Regions from separate parts of the Mus musculus genome. Here all the other regions are linked to region 3. The links are chromatin contacts, called in public ChIA-PET and HiChIP or PLAC-seq maps. All regions are on one chromosome and are shown on one strand. Each heading gives the region's core, a stretch centred on a gene start, on an enhancer-like site or on the middle of the called end of the contact. The rest is flanking DNA. Distances are from core to core; before and after follow the strand shown.

Evidence for each region. ChIA-PET counts read pairs in DNA pulled down with a chosen protein or histone mark. HiChIP or PLAC-seq counts read pairs in DNA pulled down with a chosen protein or histone mark.
Region 1: a contact with region 3 is called in an HNF4G HiChIP or PLAC-seq map of pancreatic cancer cells. The contact joins the promoter of Nrf1 here to the promoter of Ube2h in region 3. A contact is called at or near these places in 22 of 39 promoter capture datasets (the 3T3-L1 cell line, 3T3-L1-derived adipocytes, the C10 cell line and 14 more), 5 of 484 Hi-C or Micro-C datasets (CD4 T cells, embryonic stem cells, muscle stem cells and 1 more), 7 of 115 datasets of contacts at active chromatin or transcription factors (VIP interneurons, effector CD8 T cells, extraembryonic endoderm stem cells and 4 more) and 1 of 9 other capture datasets (liver).
Region 2: a contact with region 3 is called in an RNA polymerase II ChIA-PET map of memory CD8 T cells, with 6 read pairs. The contact joins the enhancer-like site here to the promoter of Ube2h in region 3. A contact is called at or near these places in 4 of 115 datasets of contacts at active chromatin or transcription factors (astrocytes, memory CD8 T cells, pro-B cells and 1 more) and 1 of 9 other capture datasets (adipose tissue).
Region 4: a contact with region 3 is called in a FOXA1 HiChIP or PLAC-seq map of pancreatic cancer cells. The contact joins the enhancer-like site here to the promoter of Ube2h in region 3. A contact is called at or near these places in 5 of 39 promoter capture datasets (the 3T3-L1 cell line, cranial neural crest, embryonic stem cells and 1 more), 4 of 484 Hi-C or Micro-C datasets (CD4 T cells, the HPC-7 cell line, bone marrow-derived macrophages and 1 more), 13 of 115 datasets of contacts at active chromatin or transcription factors (astrocytes, cardiomyocytes, embryonic basal ganglia and 9 more) and 1 of 9 other capture datasets (embryonic stem cells).

Annotation. Positions count from the first base shown.
Region 1 is chr6:30,045,341-30,049,930 of GRCm38.p6, forward strand. It overlaps Nrf1 (nuclear respiratory factor 1), which reads left to right and starts at 2,648. Exons shown (of 12, transcript NM_001164226.1): 1 at 2,648-2,773.
Region 2 is chr6:29,790,733-29,795,049 of GRCm38.p6, forward strand. All of the region lies in intron 1 of Ahcyl2 (S-adenosylhomocysteine hydrolase-like 2), which reads left to right. Among named protein-coding and RNA genes, the nearest start is that of Ahcyl2, 24 kb to the left of the region's middle. Within about 2 kb of position 2,564, at least 41 of the 459 cell types and tissues checked have an H3K27ac peak or open chromatin away from gene starts, as enhancers often do. A contact at or near this core is called in memory CD8 T cells, where this site is marked.
Region 3 is chr6:30,303,074-30,307,749 of GRCm38.p6, forward strand. Ube2h (ubiquitin-conjugating enzyme E2H) reads right to left here and starts at 1,466. Exons shown (of 7, transcript NM_009459.3): 1 at 979-1,466. The coding sequence starts at 1,031. It overlaps 1700095J07Rik (RIKEN cDNA 1700095J07 gene), which reads left to right and starts at 1,542. Exons shown (of 2, transcript NR_166056.1): 1 at 1,542-2,016.
Region 4 is chr6:29,847,715-29,852,673 of GRCm38.p6, forward strand. All of the region lies in intron 1 of Ahcyl2 (S-adenosylhomocysteine hydrolase-like 2), which reads left to right. Among named protein-coding and RNA genes, the nearest start is that of Strip2, 67 kb to the right of the region's middle. Within about 2 kb of position 1,312, at least 82 of the 459 cell types and tissues checked have an H3K27ac peak or open chromatin away from gene starts, as enhancers often do. A contact at or near this core is called in bone marrow-derived macrophages, liver and pancreatic cancer cells, where this site is marked.

The DNA.
Region 1 (4,590 bases), core at 1,398-3,897, 260 kb before region 3:
TTAATGCTGTCTGACACTAAGGTTCTCTTGTGCTTTGTGAGTGGGTGTGGATAGCCATCTAAAAGCTCTGGTAGGGTCAGGATCAGGACTGGTTCCATCTCCATCTGAGTTGGGGCAAGTAACATTGGCATGTTTTGGCTTCTTCATCTGTCAAAAGGGACCATAGTAGTACTTACGTAATGGCCTCCATTGGAGAATGAAATGAGAGGGAGAGTGTAGGGGCTGGGGATATTGCTCAGTTGTTTGTTTGCCTAGCAAAACCCATGAGGTCCTGGGTTCAATCCCCAGCACACATTAACTGAGCATGGCAGCACAGGTCTGGTATCCCACCACTTGGGAGGCCAGGACAGGTCAACCTCAGGTGGAGGTTAGCTTGGGCTACTGAGGCCATTGTAAACAGAGAAGGGAGCTAATGCAGATGTCGCTGGTAAGTCCTGTATGATAAGGAAAGGCAAAGCAAGCAGGCTTGGGGGATGAGGGATGAAAGCCATGTCCAGACTAAAGGAGTAACAAGCTGTTCTGATGGAAAGTTCTAGCACGCGAGAAGACAGCCGTGAGAAATGTTCTGAGCAGAGGGGTAGTATTCCTTGATCTCTATGATCCAACAGCTTCCCAGTTCTTCTGTAGCCTGAGAGAGACGCAGCAGATGAAGTCAGAGATGGCACCGTGGGTGAGGACATCAAAGTTCTCAAAGCCACCTTCAAGGATTTTAGACGTTAGACATCCCAAACAGGGAAATAACACAACACAATCTGCTTTTTTTTTTTTTTTTTTTTTTTTTTTTTGAGACAGGGTTTCTCTGTATAGCCCTGGCTGTCCTGGAACTCACTCTGTAGACCAGACTAGCCTCGAACTCAGAAATCCACCTGCCTCTGCCTCCCGAGTGCTGGGATTAAAGGCGTGTGCCACCACGCCCAGCTACGATCTGCTTTTTTTTAAAAAAATGAAGAAAAGAGTCCATTCAAGTTGAAGTGTGCAGAAGGGGCTGGGGAGAGCAAGTCCAGGGTCTGGGAGCCAGTTCAGAGTCTAAGTGCAGCACCTCCACACGAAAGCAGCCTGGACCAAAGTCAGAAAGAGGCAACAACGCTTTAAAGATGTCATTGGATGGCCAGGCAGAGGGTCCATGTCTTTAATCCCAGAACTTGGAAGGCAAGGACAGGATAAAAATCTCTGAGTTAGAGGCCAGGCCAGTCTGGTCTTTATGGTGAGTTTCAGGCCATCCTGGGCTACATAGTTGAGACCCTATCTCAAAAAAAAAAAAAAAAAAAAAAAAAAATCATTGAGGCAAAGAGGAAAGAGCAGACATTATTCCTACAGGGATGGGTAGTGACAGTGATATCGGTTTGATTTAGAAAACATTAAGGGTGCCAGGCAGTGGTGGCGCACGCCTTTGATCCAAGCACTGGGGAGGCAGAAGCACGCAGATTTCTGAGTTTGAGGCCAGCCTGGTCTACAGAGTTCTTGGACAGCCAAGCCAGGGCTACACAGAGAAACCGTCTCTAAAAACCAAAAAAAAGGAAAAAGAAAAAAAAAGAAAGGAAGGAAGTAAGGAAGGAAGGAAGAGAAAAGAAACCGTTAAGGGAAAAAGGCATTCAGTTAAGCTGGGCAGTGGTGGCACACGCCTTTAATCCCAGCACTGGGGAGGTAGAGGCAGATGATCTCTGGGTTGGAGGTCAGCTTGGTCTGCAGAGTGAGTTCCAGGACAGCCTGGTCTACACAGAGAAATCCTGTCTTGGACTAAAAAAAAAAAAAAAAAAAAACTACATAAGACAAAGGTATCCAATTAAAAAAATGTTTGCTTATTTGTTAAGCTGTTTTCTGACACCATGTGGGGCATTTATCTAGTGCACATTAAATCTCCCAGAAGTGTTAAAAATGCAGATTCTAGGTTTCAGTTGGAGCTGGGACTCCCGGTGGTTCTGATGGGGGCTCCTGATGACATAACAAAAGCAACCCAAACTACCCCATGTCCCCAACCTTTCATTTTCCCACTGTCTGCTCACTTGTTAGGCATACTAGGATACCCTATTGCTTCATCTAAGCGCCGAGAAAGCAAGGGCAAGAACTTACTTTTTTATTTTTATTAAATAGAGCCTTGGTTTGCTAACAGGTGCACTTCGGAGCACCCATAACAGCATCCAGTACGGAAAGGGGCCCTTTAGAAATGTTGGTCTAAGGAACGAGAGAATAAATTACCATATTGCTTTGTACCAAAGTTCCCCGTTTACAGATCTGGTTGGGGCTTTGAAACAGAGAAACAAAGCGCATTTCAGAGAGGGGTCGAGGCGACTACGCAAAGGCGCGCCGAGTAAAATGTGGGGGAGCCGCTTTGGAGCGGAGGTCTCAGTTCCCCGCGCTCGGCTCCGAGCGGAGGGCTCCTTCGGATTAGCAACCATCTTGGGCGGCATGAACCACTTCGCCGCCGCGTCCGCGACTTGCTCAGCCGGTTGCCCTCCTGGTCCGGGCCCCGGCCAGCGCTGCCGAGCCGCACCAGAGGCCGACGAGGCGGCCGGGGGTCTCAGAGAGCGCCGCCGAGAGCCCCCTCCCCGGAGCCGCAGAGCCGTGCTGGCCTCGCCATCATGGCGGTCTCCGGGCGGGGAAGCCGAGCCGTGCGTCGCGTGCGTGCCTCCTCCCTCCCCTCCCCCTCCTCGGCGGCGGCGGCGGCGGCAGAGGCGGCAGCGCTCGCCATTGCCGCTGGTGGCAGGAGGCTGCGAGGAGCCGGCGCGGTCGCAGTCTCCACGGCGCAGGCCCACGGTAGCGCAGCCGCTCTGAGGTGAGTGCCCTACCGCGCAATCTCCAGCTATTTCAGCCCCGGCGCAGCCGCAACACGCCGCCCGCCCGCCGGCCGGCCGGCCCGCCCCGCAGCCGGCACCCTGCCGCCCCCGGCTCGGGGCCTGGGCCCCCGCCGGATTCGGCCTGCCTGGGGCGGGGGGCCCGGGCCCGGGCCCGGCCCAGCCAAACCGCCACCCCGAGGATGCGCAGGCCGCACTAGGCCCCGGGCGTCCTGGCGGGCTCGGTAGGGAGGCGGCTGCCCTCCCGAGAGCCCCAGGGTTCCGGCCTCCCCTACCGCCTCGGGTTCTCCCGGCCGCGGCCTCCTCCGCGCCGTGGAACCCCGGGCCTGGTCTTCCTTCTGCGGGCTCGGGAGCCGGCGGCCCGGGAGAGCGCGCCGGGCCCGGGAGCGGGAGGTGGGTGGGCTGCGCGGGACCGGAGCGGCGGCTCGGCGCTCGCCCCCTCGGCTCTTCCCGGCTCTGGCCCGCCGGTGGCTCGGTGCGGCCGGGCGGGGCGCGGGAGTGGCTGTCTCTGGCGGGAGAGGAGGCTGGTGGTTCGGCCGGGCGACCTCCGAAGCTTCCCTCCCGCCGGGGTGGCGTGGGATGGTTACCCAGGTGGACTGGGGGGCGCTGAATATGGCGCGCTGCCCACCTTCTTGCAAGTTGTGAGGAGGCGCCTAGGCGGCAGTTCGAGGAGGAGGAGGAGGGCGCAAAGTCCTTTTGTACGCAGAAATAAGGAGCGACATTGTGTTTTTCCTCTCCGGCGGAGATACCCACCGAGGGGCCTGGGTTCTTCCTGGGACTGGCGTGGTGGTCTCCGGGGGACAGGAGGGGGAGGTGGCGCACCCCTTAAGAAGGAACGGAGCCTTTGCCTCGGATAAAACAGGGGGTCTGGGGTGGTCTTGTGCTTGATTCTCTCCCACATCTCCCAGGCTTTCGTGGATTCGTGGGTTTGCCATTGCATGTTCTGTAGTGATGTCCACTGTTTCTCACCTGTTGTGTCGTTGCTGCTGGCCCCAAACTTTGTTCGGTGCATCTGACTACCCACCAGAACTTGAAAATGTTAAACATACATTAATGTTGTTAGAGCTTCAAAGGCTATCTGCTCTGACCAGTTGGAGGAGCTGTTAGCAGGTCATCCCCATCTTCCCTGCCATTAAAGTATCTTGTACTGATGATGGCTTATGTTAGAGTTGGTATCGGTTGGGCCGATTTTTTTTTTTTTTTAAGTAGGCAAAGCAAAACTTCCATTTTAGTGTTTAAATCTCCATTTATTGGAGAAAGTTGGTGGGAGTGAACCTGTCAGTTGGGACAGTGCTCTGTAGGAGAATGGGGACAGCTTTTGTCCTTGGAGGAGTGGTCCTTTTTGGTCCTTTTTCCAATCTTCGGCAGATCCTTTTAAATGCCTTTTCCTTTAGTCATAAACAGTAAGTTAATGGATTGTTCCTCACTCCGGGGAAGAGAAGAGGGGTGACATATATATTAAATGAGTGTTGATTTTGCTTTTTCATTTAGTTATGTCCTGACTCCCTAACATTGTTTGAAAGTTCTTGACAAGTTACCCTATAAAGTAGTAGAAATATGGCTAGTTAATGAGTACAAAGTAAGTGTATAATCGTCATGTGTAATGTGATGTAGTGACTTAATTTGGGTGCAGACTTAACTGTAATTTGTTGAGTGTAGATTTTTGGGAAGGTGTTACCCTTCCTCTTTATTTTTTTGTGCTTTGCTGGGGAATCTAACAGGGCATTGGCCATGCAGACCGTTTGCTGCTGAAATACATTGGCAGCCTTTTGTTGTTTGTTTGTTTGCCTGATAGGAA
Region 2 (4,317 bases), core at 1,314-3,813, 510 kb before region 3:
TATAAGTAGGCCCATTGCTGAATCCGTCAGTGTGGGTTTGTGCATATGAGTTCGAGTACCTCAGGAGGCCAAGAAGAGGGTGTTGGGTCTGTTGGAGCTGGAGTTACAGGTGGTTGTGAACTGCCTAACATGGATGCTGGGAACCAAACTTGAGTCCTCTGCTAGAGCAGTAAGCACTTCTAACCCCTCAGCCATCTCTCCAGATCCCTGGAGATCATTCTTGATTCATATTCTCTCTCTCTCTCTCTCTCTCTCTCTCTCTTTCTCTCTCTCTCTCTGTTGTTGCCATTTCAAGCTTTTTTGTTTGTTTGTAGAACATGATTTTAGTATTTTCAACTTTTTAATATTCAACAAACAGAATATTTATTTTAAAATATATTTCATTGTTATGTATCCTTTTTCATTTCTTTTTTTAAAATTAATTATTTATTATATGTAAGTACACTGCAGCTGTCTTCAGACACACCTGAAGAGGGCATCAGATTCCATTACAGATGGTTGTGAGCCACCATGTGGTTGCTGGGAATTGAACCCATGACTGCCAGAAGAGCAGTCAGTGCTCTTAACACTGAGCCATTTCTCCAGGCCTCCCTTTTCATTTCTGATTTTATTAATTTGGATACTGTCTCTGTGCCCTCTGGTTATTCTGGCTCAGGGTTTATCTATCTTGTTGATTTTCTCAAAGAACCATCTCCTGTTTTTGTTGATTCTTTGTATAGTTCTTTTTGTTTCTATTTGGTTGATTTCAGCTCTGAGTTTGATTATTTCCTGCCCTTTACTCCTTTTGGGTGTGTTTGCTTCTTTCTGTTGTAGAGTTTTCAGGTGTGCTGTCAAGCTGCTAGTGTAAGCTGTCTCCAGTTTCTGTTTGGAGGCATTTCATTCTTGATTCTCTTAGTGGTTCTTCATATGGTTTTACTTATCAGATCCATTAAACTATCCTGATGATCCTCTTCTGACCCTATTTATTATCTATAGGTAATATCTCCCAAATAAGAGGTCATATTCCAAGATACTGCTTAACCAATAACAATTTTCTTTCTTGTTCATATCACTGTACTATTATCAGTTGATTATATTAACTTGTAACTTTTTAAACTTTATTATGAGTATACGTGTTTGCCTATATATACAGCCATATATAACCTGCATGCCTGGTGCCTAGTGGAGCTCCAAAGAGGGCATTGGATACTCTAGAAGCAGAGTTACAAATGGTTGTGAGCCATCATGTGGATGCTAGGACTTTGAACTTAGGTGTCCTGGAACAGCAACCAGTTCTTTTAGGCACTGAGGTATTTCTCTAGCCCAGCTTTTTAAGTTGATCTCTCGTGCTGAAGTTGATATTGAGCTCTTCATTTTCAGCCTATTTCTACTTGTGCATATGTGATTTTTTTTTTTTTTTTTTACTGTTCCATGCTATCACTTAACCTTTATTGATAGCCTTATAATCATTAGCAAAATTCTTCAAGGTTGTGGTAAACATCTAAAGTGAGTTCAAATTCTATAGCAACATTAGATACTCCTATCCAAATTGAGATTAAATCGTTGATTATTAATCTGAGAATGATATTTTAATTTTAATTAGTAGTGAACTTAAGAACTGACTAGCATAACAATCGTTATTTAGATTTGATATTTCTGTTAAACTCTCTTAATCCATGTTAAAGACCATAGTCTTCTTTTTCCTTTGGAATTAGAAATTTAAGTTGAATGCTCTTATTTTCAGTTCTGTTACTACTTTTCTTTGAAGTTCTCATTGCTTGAGGGTGTAATTGTCTGGATTCAGAGACCTGCACTTACTATAAGCTATTCCCTGCTCCTCCTGCTCTTTCATTGACCACCCCCGCCCCCATTCATGGTCTACTTTGCTCTTAGCCATGTATATTCTATTTTATTCTAGAGTTTAAAGTTTGTTTGTTTGTTTGTTTGTTTGTTTAAATGCTCTCCTCTTCTTCATACAGAATCTCATTATGTTGCCCAAGCTGAGGATCCTTCTGTGTCACCCTTCCCAGTGCTCTCATTATAGAGATGTGCCATAATTATTCTCAGAAAATAAAGATAGAAGCAAATCAAGAGTTACTTAAATAGGTTAAATTTTCTATAATTTTTTTTAACATGATAGAGTCATATCTTATATTTTTGTATATACCCTTGCTGGAAAAAATACAATTAGTGTTTTTATAAGTGGTATAATTTTCTTTTATCTTTTTTCTTTCTTTTCTCATTCTTTCTTTTGGGGGGGTGAGGTGGGGGATAAGGTCTCTATCCTGACTGGCTTTGATCTCACAGAGATCTGTTTGTCCCTGCCTCTCCAGGGCTAAGATTAAAGGCATGTACCACCATGCCTAGCTCAATAAGTGGTATAATTTTCATATTAATTTATTTATTGCATTGGTAGATATTTGGACATCAGAGATGAGCAAGGTATATTCTGTTCTCAAGGAGGTCAGATTTATAGTTGGAGAGATAATATTAAGTATTCACTAGAGCAAGATAGGGCCTAGTAGAGGATCTCAGGCCTTCTGTGGTGAGGTTGAGGGAAGAATAGGTAGGCAGTTAGGAGTCATTGTGTAGGCTTACATAATCCTCTTCAGAAGAATTCTGTTCAAAGTTTCTTGGGCTGGTCATGGACACACCTGCAGTGCCAGCACTTGAAAGGCAGAGGCAGGTGAATACAGTTAAGTCTTAGGGTGGATTGGAAAGGCAGGAATAACAGTTGTAGGAAATCTGATTAAAACCAAATGAGCTTGTCATCTTATGATGTACCATATAAATAATTTTTGTCTTTGTTATGTTGTGGTCACAAGCAGCTCCCAGATGTCAGTAGTTATTAAACATGGTTTGTTTTTTGCATATGCTGATGTCTTTAGTGTAGTTTTGTTCCAGGATTCAGGCTGGAGATAAGTCTATGATTTGAGGCTTTCTTATTGTGCCAGAAGGAAATGAGGCATGGTAGAATCTACACAGTGTTTCTCTGAAAGCTGTTCAGAAGTGAGCTATGCATTTCCTCCCCTCTTTCCTTTCTTCTTCCTCTCCCTCTCTTCTTTCACTTTCCTTTATCTGATTATTTTTTGAGACGGGGGCCTTGTTACAAAGGTTTGGCTCCTTATATAACCCAGGATGGGCTTGAACTTTTTTTGTTTTTTTTTTTTGTTTTTGTTTTTTTGAGACAGGGTTTCTCTGTGTAGCCCTGACTGTCCTGGAACTCACACTGTAGACCAGGCTGGCCTCGAACTCAGCAATCTGCCTGTCTCTGCCTCCCAAGTGCTGGGATTAAAGGTGTGCGCCACCACGCCTGGCTCTTTTTTTTTTTTTTTAAAGATTTATTTTATTTTACTTGTACACAATAGCTGTCTTCAGACACACCAGTCTTTGTTCATTGTGAATAGGAATAAGAAAGGGAAAACAGAAAGAAATACTCAGAAATCTACAGTTGTCTACCATTTGAGTGGGTGGTGAGTTGATCAATACAGGAGGTATCAATAATAGAAGATAGCTTAATTTAATTATGTTGAACTTGAGGTGTTTGTGGGACATCTAAATAGAGGGGACTAGTAAGGAAACTGGATAAGCTGGCATAAAGTTCACAGGATATAGAAAGTATTAATAAAATGCTCGAGTAGTAGGACTGGGAATTACAGCCCCAAACAGAGGTACCTTTGCTTCTTGAGTGCTGGGATTAAAGGCATGGACCACTGTGTCTGGCTGTGTATTCTATATTTTTAAAGTTTATGGTGTTTATACCTATCTTACCTGATAATTTTATTTGGTTCTTAATTTATATTTATGTCTTTTTTTCATTTAATACACACATATAGCACATATCAACAAAATACAGTATTTAGTTTTTGAAATGAACATTAAAAGGTATTTTTGTTTATATTTGTTGTTCATTGTTGTATGACATGGCTTGTGTGTACCGCTTCCTGCCTGTGGAGGTCAGGGGACAACTTTTTGAGAGTTACTTCCTTTCCATTGTAGATTCTGGAAATTGAACTTTAGTCACTGGGTTTGTGTCAAGCCTTTTTCACTGCTGAGCCATCTTGCTGTCTCCCCCGAGTTAATTTCACTTCCCATTTTCCCTCTTTGTTTCTGCAGGGAACCCACGGTCTAGGCGAGCCCTGGACCACGAGCTCCTCCTTTTTTCTTTTCTGAGTAATATTCAGTGCTGATGGGAAGTCCTGAGTTAAAGGGTTTTATAATTATCCAGTCAGACTTATATTTTACATTACTTGGTAGAAGGTCAAACGTTTACTGAAAAATAAGTTAAGGGACATAAGAGACTATTAGGTGTATTTTAATACTTTGGTTTGCAGTTCC
Region 3 (4,676 bases), core at 216-2,715:
CTCTACTGGTCATGCAAAAAAAAATCAGCCTGGATTCCAACCAAAACCACTGCCTGGAGGACTCTTATCAGTTACAGCTCTCCCACTGCAACCTCGGGTGTATATAAAGCTGGGGGAAGGGGTAGAAAATAAAAGGTGTCACTTGGCCCAGATCAGGGCAAGCAGTCCCCAAGAACCATATCCTCAGAGGGAGTTTTGCTCAAGTGGCTATTTTGTTCGGGGAGCTCCTTTCTCTCCTTCGTCCCAGCTGTCAGTTCCACAATATGGAGGGTGGCCTGCCTGCTAAGAGGGCCTGGGGGTCCTCACTGCATGCACTATGAGTGGGATAGGCTTTGTGAGTAGAAAGAAAAACAGGAAGGTTCTCCAGACCAGAAGGCTTAACAGGAGTGTCTGATTTAAAACACACGGAGCTCTTTATTACAAGAGGGGGCCCTGGGCAGGCTACTCTCTTCCTAATATAGAAAGGAATTAGGGATAAAGAAGGTTGCTTGAGTTACCCCAGTTTAAGCAGCACTGTGACTGGAAGGAACAGGGACACCCGAGAGAGAGAGAAAGAGAGAGAGAGAGAAAGGCTTCCCTCTCAGGAATTTCTATAATGAACCCATAAACCCAAAGCTAGCAAACAGGAAGCAAAGACCCTGAAGATGAGCTCCCGGTGACGAAGGAGGCGTCTAGTTATACCCCCACACACACCCCTAAGAAAGGGCCGTCTTAGGAATCCAAACGTCGTAGAGGGAAAGTCAGGGGCTGGGGGTGGGGGGGGAGTGCAAGGAAGGCGAAGAACAACGCACATCTCGGGGGGCTGCAGATAAAGGGGGACTGAAAAAGCCCTCGGCTCCGGGGAGGTGCCAAGGGGCCGCCGTAGGCACTGGGGGAGGGAGGGGAGGCGCGGCCAGTGGCCTGGAGTGCCCCGGAGCCCTCGAGTGGGCACCCCCACCCGCCCCACACGCAGTCCGAATTCCCCTCCATGAAGGATACAGCTTGACTACGTCCGTGTCCATCCGCCTCTTGCCGGGACTGGGGGATGACATGGTGTCGCCGCTGCCGCTGCCTCCCCGTCGCCTGCGCCGCCGCCGCCTCTCTCCCCTCCTTGGCCCGTCTGTCACGGGCTCCGGGCCCAGCTCGCAGGGCCCCGCGGCCTCGCCGGCTCCTCGGCCGAGGTGGCAACACCCGCGCGGTCCCGTGGGGTCCGCTCAGCCGCCGCCCCCCGCACGGGGGAACACCGGGCACTGCCCCGCCGAGTGGGGGCGGGGACCGAGGCGCCCGCTCGGGCTGCCCTCCGACTGAGGCTCCGCCGCGGCCCGGGCTGCCGCTGCTCCGCGCCGTGCGCCGCTCCCTCCCGCCTGCGCTAGCTCGTTCGCCTGCCCGCCCGCTCGCTCACGCTCTCGCCAGCTCCCAGCTGCTTCCTCCACAAGCCGACGACTCCAGCTCGGTCGGCCTCTCTACCCTAGCCTCGCTCTAGGCGCCGTGATGTCACCTCTGTGACGTCATCTGAGGGGCGGGGCGCCGGTGGGAGGGGAGGAGCATCGTCGTCGCGGTGTAAGCTTGTCAGGGGAGTTCTGGGAGATGTAGTTCCTCTTTCTCCTGCCATCGTGCATTCCCTCCGCCCCCTCCCCCAACCTCCTCACACACTTCATCGATCAACTGCCAGTGTCGTTACCATCAACATAAACGACGGTAGTAAATAATGGCAGTATGATTACATTCATACTTTATGTACCACCCTCTCAACAGTGCTGCAAAGGCTGTTTGGATATGGAGGAGGCCAAAGTGGCAATTACTCAGACTGGCGTCCAAATCTGGAAATTCCCACACCAGCATGTTCTCTCCACTCTGCTCCCTCTTCAGAGGGAATTGGTTTGCAGGGATTTAGACTACAGTAAGGCTTCCCCAGAGCTTGCAAACAGGGTTCATTTACCCTCTATGCAAACAAGGTCAACAACTCCGGAACTGCAGTAGAAGCAGCAAAGAACAGAAATAATTTGATACTAACATCCTCATTCTACAGAATTTGAGGTAAGTTGAGGTCCTTTTTAAAATCACAAAGGTGACTGATAGAAGCACCCTAAATAAGTTATAATGCAGAACAAAGACACAGTTCTGCCCTCTGAACTCCTATATCAGTTCATGACTCTGAGGATACAGTGTAGATGAAGATGAAATTTACACAGCTCTCCCAGAATGGACCAGAGTGTCAGCATCATTTGAGAACTAGGAAGGAATGCCTCTAGAAGGGCCTTAGGCCTACTCAATTAACATATGCAGTTGAACTAAGTTCTCAGACAGTTCCCTGAACAGTGAAGTCTGAGATATACTGCTCTACAGGGCTCAAAAGTACTGTAAACCTAAGGAGCAACAAGGTAAAAGAGGCAGAATAGTGCCAAGTATCCTCAAAAGCTTTATCTATTGTCTTTTCTCTATGACACACACTTGGACTTTGTCAGGTCAGGTACTGAGGGCTAAATTGAAGATCATTTGCTCCTATCTTTCTACCCTTCAAAATGCCAGCTATTTTTTTTTTTTTAGTTGTAACATACATATAAAATATACAATGTTAACCATATTTAAATATTCAATGCAACAGCAAAAAACCATTAAATATTGTGCAAGTATGACTAGTGCTCATTTCCTGAACCTTTTCATCAATCCAGACAGAAATCATGTGCCCTTAAAAGAATAACCCCTCCTCCCCATCCCACCAGCCCCTGGTAACTTCCACTCTATGTTCTGGGGAGAAAAAAAGACTATCCATTGCTTTCTCCTAGGAGAAATCTGTCAGCAGACGGGTATGAAAAGACTTCTAGCCACCTTTATCTGATCACTTCATTGAAGGAAGAAAACAAAACAAAACAAGATTTGTCTTTCTCACTGTCTGCACCAGACTCCCTAGGGTGTTATTGCCCCTACCAGCTTTCCTAGAGTGGCTCCCCCAGCCTCCTTTGCCTGATTACCTCCCTCCCCTGTGCTAAGACAGTGGTTTTCAAGCTTGGCCCAACACCTCAGAATCACCTGGGGAGCTTGTTAAGCTCACACAGAGTCCAGGAACTGCTGCTGGGAATTCAGAAGGTCTGGGGTGAGGCCTAAATAGCCTTGTCTTTAACAAGTACCCCGGATGTTTCCGATGCTGGCCAAAGTCAGAAAAGCTCTGCCGTCAAGATTCCAAAAGATGTCTCAATTTCGAGACACCTATCTGACTGTTAAGTGCATTTATAAAGTCCTATGCCCAAAAGGCAGGAGCTGTGTGCTCTCTGCTCCTCCACCACACACACAGTGGCACCTAGAGGACCTGTGGTCATTGTCTCTAAAACCACAGCATATATATAGAACAGACAGTCAAGGAAAGGACACTAGAGGAAGAAAGGCCTGGAGTTAGGGCTTAAAAATTCTACATGGTCTTTTCCTCCTCACTGATACAACTGCTGTGAGCAAAAAAACTTGGGAGACTAACCAGAGAAGTGTTTCATAACGGAAACTTGCAGACCACGCTGATGGTGGCAAGCCTGCTCCCTCCACAGGTAACGGAGGGTGAGCCCTGGAAGCAGTCTTAGCAAAGGAGAACCATGATGTCCTTTGGAGGTTGTTGGTGGTGGTGGGTTTTTGGTTTAGTTTGGTTTGGTTTTTCGAGACAGGGTTTCTCTGTATACCCCTGGCTGTCCTGGAACTCACTTTGTAGACCAGGCTGGCCTCGAACTCAGAAATCCTCCTGCCTCTGCCTCCCAAGTGCTGGGATTGAAGGCGTGTGCCACCACGCCCACTGTTTTTTTTTTGGGGGGGGTGGATTTATTTCTGTTTAATACATATGACTGTCTGCTTGCATGAATCCATGTGTATTATGTGCCTGGTGCCCTTAGAGGCTAGAAGAGAAAGAGTCATTTTCCCTGGAACTGTTGTTACAGGTTACAGACAGTTTTGAGCCCCTTTGTAGGTACTGGGGACCAAACTTAAATCCTCTACAGAAGCCGCACTACATCTTAGCTGCAGAGCCATCTCTCCAGTCCTAGGAAGTACTTTAACTCTTGGCTACTTAGGACTGATCTACCTCTCCCTGCTCTTCATTATGCCTCAGTAAGTTACTTATATCCTTCCTGAACCTCAAATTTCCTCATCTGTAAAGTATGGGCTCTGATGCCCTACCCAGATTGAGTGGCTTGATGGAGTTCAATGGAAAAGATCAATGTGAAAGCCTTAGATGTTATGAACTGCTTTCCACAGGGGGAATGGGAAATACTGATGACCAGGTGCACTATGGGAAATACTGATGACCAGGTGTAGTCTGGCACTAGTACTGGTCTTATGTAACTGTTACTATGCTCTTAGCACCCCATTTCCCCCACTCCTTATACACCAGTTATAGGAGGAGGTCATTCGCTTTGGGGAAATTGGTTTTGTTTACTTGCTTTTGAGGATGCTACAACATCCATTGTCTCTGTGGCAAAGGTAGGCAGGCACACATTTCCCTCTGGGTATTTTTGCCATTTGTTCTTTCCTGAATGCGCCTCCCCAAGTCTAACCTTCTTCCTTCCTGCTTCCATAGCTTCAAGGAACTCCTGAGCCTGCCCTTGGCTGAATAAGTTCAAATTTTTTTCCACAGCTTTGCTAAAGAAAACTGAAGTTACTATCGAGTCTGTTGGTTTGCTTTCCCCTTTCTCCCATGTTTCAGCCGTTCAGAATGTCAA
Region 4 (4,959 bases), core at 62-2,561, 460 kb before region 3:
TTTCTTGGAGGCAGGTTTGAGGCGGACTGAACCCTGACCTAAGTATGTCTGAATTTGCTATGTCAGGAGAATTGTGGGTTTAAGTCCACACTCCACTCCCAGGTTAAAAGACGTAACAGGAAGGGAATACAGTAGCTGGGTGCTCAAGTGTACTGCAGTCTCTAACGGCTTAATTGCTTATCTGAGAGACCTGGTTGGATTAGTAAGTGGCAGGAGGGTACACAGCTGCCTCCCTGGTCACAGCTTGGTTATGCCTGTTTCTGTTTGCCTTGTCACTTCTTCCTCACACCTGTCTCCTTTCCTTCTCCTTCCCTCTGAGGTCCCTGTCCTAGAATCATCTTCTCTCAGCAGCTTGCATTCACTGTTTGTCTTGTAAGCGTTAACCACCTGAAATACAGGAATAAGACGCTAATCTCAGGGAGAGCTTAAACTCTAGTGTGGAAATAAGCAAATATGACCAACTGCCATATCCATATTAATGTGGACTATGACAGGGGTTATTTAGTAATTTGTGGACTTGAGTCTATGTTTAACCTTTTTATTTGTGTATGTGTATGGTATGTGAGTGCACACATATATATGCTTGCCATAGCATGTGTGGGGAGGTCAAAGAACAACTTTCCAAACTCAGTTCTTGCCTTCTATGTTTGTTTTGAGACAAGAATCCTCTTGTGTCTTGCTGCTGTACTGCTGCGACCAGGCGAGTGAGCTTCGGGCATGCTCCTTTATAATGCTCCTTGGGACTTCGTTTTGAGTAAAGTAAGGCAGTTTTGGAGCATTATAAAGAAGAAAGTGATTTGATGAGATTTAAAATAAAGAAGGTACTGACAGTCGTGTATATGTAAGTGAATTCAGCATCTCTGTGGGCCTCCACAGGTGGAATAATAGCAATAATAGTAAAGTTCATACCGCCCTAGGAGCATCCAGCTGTCCTTGCTCTTTTGAGTACTTTTTACCATTTTTATTTGTTTTAATACAAGGTTTCATATAGCCTAGCCATATTCTCCAGCCCTGCCTCCTGACTGTGGGATTACTGATGTGGGTCACTACGTCTGGTTCTGCTTTTTTGTTTTGTTTTCATTTATCATTTTGTTTGTTTGTTTGGGGTGTGTGAGTGTGTGTGTGTGTGTTTGTGTGTGTGTGTAAAATATGTGCAGTGGTACTTGTATGGAGGTCAGAGGACAGCTTCCCGGGGTGGGTCCTCTCCTTGCACCGTTTGGATATTTGGATTACAGACATTGAGCTGAGGTTGTGAGGCTTGGCAGGAAGCTCACTACCCAGTGAGTCATCGCCCCTGTGCCCTACTCTGCTGTTTACTTATTAACTTACTTGATCCTCTCAAAACTTCCCTTTAACAGAGGAGTAAATAGGCACAAGGAGACTAGGTAATTGTTCAAGTTACACAGTGAGTGGAGAGGCTTGGCCAGGCAGTCTAATGCTACTCTGCTATACCTGGTTAAGGCCAGTGTAGCTTCCTGGTACTGGGTTTATGTAAACATGCATATTAATCTTTATTTTAAAAATATAAGGCCTAGAACAATGGCTCAACAGTTAAGAGCACTTACTCCTTTAAGTACCCAGGTTTGGTTCCCACTACCAAGATGGCAGCTTACGCCATCTATAATTCTAGTTCTAGGGGATCTGCTGCCCTCCCTGGCTTCCCCGGGCACTGGACACATACAGTGCATGTACATATATACAAGCAAATACTCACACACATAAAACCTTTTTAAAAACCAACGTTATAAGAATAGTATTGTTATCATGTTTTAACAGATGAGGTAACAAAGGCTTTAAAAAGTATTTGGTTTGCCTGATGATAGCCCAGAAAGTGTTGGAGCTAACCTAAAGCCTGTTAAATCTTCACCAGTTTCAGAACATGAGGAAACTGAGAGGTGAGAGTCCTCCCATGAGTGAGGATGGGAGACGGGAGGGAGGGCTCAAGTCCTGCTATCATTGGCATTTCAAGCTTGAGGAGGCGTGGTAGCATCCTGTTCTGACAAGATGTTTGACACAAACAGCTTATAAAGGAGAAGGTCATTTTGTGTCATGGTTTCAGATTTTCATCCATGGTCATATGAGCACTTTGCTGGTCACCACAATCTGGTCACCAAGTCTTCGACACATCCAAACCATAACCAGGTATGGGACATCTGAGGCCTACCAATTCAAACCAACCTCATAACTAAGTAGATTGATCTTTGAACCCAGGTGGCTAGGAACTTTAGCCTTTAATAACCAATAGCTTCTGTGACTAAAGAATCATGACTGCATTTTCTTATGGCCTCAGAGACACTAAGTGGATCAGAAATACTGAATGTTGGGCTTGAATGTTTGGATCTTTTCATAGTCCACTTTTCCCCTCAGTTTGTCATGAGAGTCATCAGGTGATTTGCCCAAGACATAGGAAGTCACAGGAACAATCTTCGAGGATTTTCTAATTCATTGCCCTGTGCCTTGTGGCTCTAGGTTCCAAATGCTTGAAGCTTGTACACATAGTGACTTCTCTATGTGTGTGCTTTCTGACTTTGACCTCCAGAAGTCCTACCTTGATGCCTTTTCCACTGTGAGCATGTGCTTGCTCTGACTTTGGGTTATTTGGCATAGCCTCAGAGGTTGTGATTGTTCTGTGAAGTCACCACTGGTAGGAACACAGCTGGCATACAGGATGTTTAGCTGTTTTTGGAATTAAAGCAAGCTTCTTGAGTTGTGATATAGATGGCTTCTAGAGTTAGTCTAGTTTGTTGAGCTTGCTAGCCCCTCACCTAAATGCTGTTGTAGTATAGTCATGTGTGGAGTCTGCGTCACTCCTGCTCTGGCTGTGAATGGATCTTGTAGGATACATTATAACGAAGGGTAGTTATTGGGATCAAGTTTCTAACATATACCTGTCTCTTATGTCTTCCAAAGTTCATGTCAGTTAATGTGCCCTAAAGTCTAGGCGAAATAGCTGTTGTTTTTTTATTGTAGAGACAGTACAGAAAGGGGAGTAACACTGTAGCTTTCAAATGAAGTCTGCTTTAGTTAAACCTACACTAAGAAAACACAAGTTATGTTTAGGGTGCCAACATGATATATTTTCTTCAGTGTATTGCTAATTCTAGTTCCCTTCAGAGTCATTTGCTTCCATGGTTTAACATGACCATAAAGGCAGTCGTCCCTGTCTATTCAGTCATTATGTGAGGAATATAAACAAGAGTGTTTGGTAATTAGTGGTCATTGACATGTAATTCTAAGGGTTGGGCTCCCCTTCAGCAGTAACACAGACTTTTGACCTTGCTTTGTTCTTAAAGGCTCCATTATTGCTACAGATCAGAATGGTTTATAATTGATTTGGATCAAGCAATGGAGAGTAGATCATATATCCTTGCAGATTTAATATAATTAAGGATTAAATGCCTTCAAAACCACACCACGAAATAAGTCAGTAATATTAATCCTTATAGATATAAAATAATGTACCAAATCTTATAAAATGGGCATAAACATTTTAAATATATTGACTTTTATAAGTTTTCCCTATAGTGTTATAAGATACCCATACAGCGCACAGAATTTTAGAACTTACATTATCATTTCTTAGGCTTCTCCTGCAAGCCAGGCACTGTAGTCAAATCAAAGTTGACTAAGCCCCTAAGAAGCCTGCAGTCTATGAGGAGTGAGCCCACGGGTGCAACAGTTGTGATGAAGATGGCTAGGCATGGTGCTGTGGCCAAAGAGCAACATTAAACAAAAGAGAAACTCTTCATTTTAGGGGAGGTTTCATGAGGACACTTATTTCAGCCAAATTTTGGAGAATTTGAATAAGTGAGGGTGAAGGTGGTAAAGGTACTAAACACATTTTGCTTGAGTAGAGGCCTGAGGTAGGAAAGGGCGTGGCTAATGAGGTGTCATTAAGGCCTCAGTATATGTTCTCTTCCCAAAGCCTCTATCAAACTGGGAGATGGCAGTTTTATTTCATTTTTAGATTGGAAAGCTGGTGGGATAGTGAGGGTAAGTCGTGGCAGCATCTCACTCAAGATTGTCTGATTACAAAACCAGCCTGCTCATGGCTGCCACCCATGTGGTCTTCACCACAGGAGATAGCAGGTAATACAACTCACAGGCTCTAGGCCGCTAGCTAGTCAGTTATTGATGTTCTGCCTTCCCTGGCATCTTCCAGCTACTCTTCCTAGGTATTACAATCCTTCCCTGTGTTCCATACCCAAAGGATTCATTCTTTTAAACTGTGAAGCCTAAGTGGGGGAAGCCTGTAATCATAATTATAGTATGATTATTAGCGTCAAAGAAATGAAGCTTGCATCAGAGATTAGCATAGTGCTGGGCTGGCAAGGCAGCTCACCAGCTGACCTCTGACCTCCACACACGGACTTTGGCAAATACTCCCCTACACACATCTTTTACACACATAGCAATAATGAATGTTTTTCCTTCAGGTGGGATCTCACTATGTAGCCCCAGCTGGCTTGGAACTCACTCTGTAAGTAGACCAAGCTGGCCTCACACTCAGAGATCTGCCTGCCTCTGCTTCCCGAGTGCTAGGATGATAAGCATGTGTCACCATGACTAGCATTAATTTCTTACGAGTCCCTGGTGTTTCAGGTCTATGTTATTGGGCTTCCTATGGCAGGGACTGAACCTACATACAGCCTTGCACACAGTGGACAACTGCTTTATTCCTTGGCATCTCTCAGCCCTTTTGTGGTACTCTTGTTTTCTTGAATCTGGCCTCATACTCACTATGTTACTGAGAATAAATAACCTTCAACTCCTGATCGTCTTGCCTTCATCTCCTAACACTGGGATTGTAGGAATGTACCACTAGGTCTAACATCTCTCTGGTCTCCTCCTCCTCCTTCTTCTTCCTCCTCTTCCTTTTCTTTCTTTCTTTTTTTTTTTTTAAGATTTATTTATTATATGTAAGTACACTGTAGCTGTCTTTAGACAACCCAAAAGAGG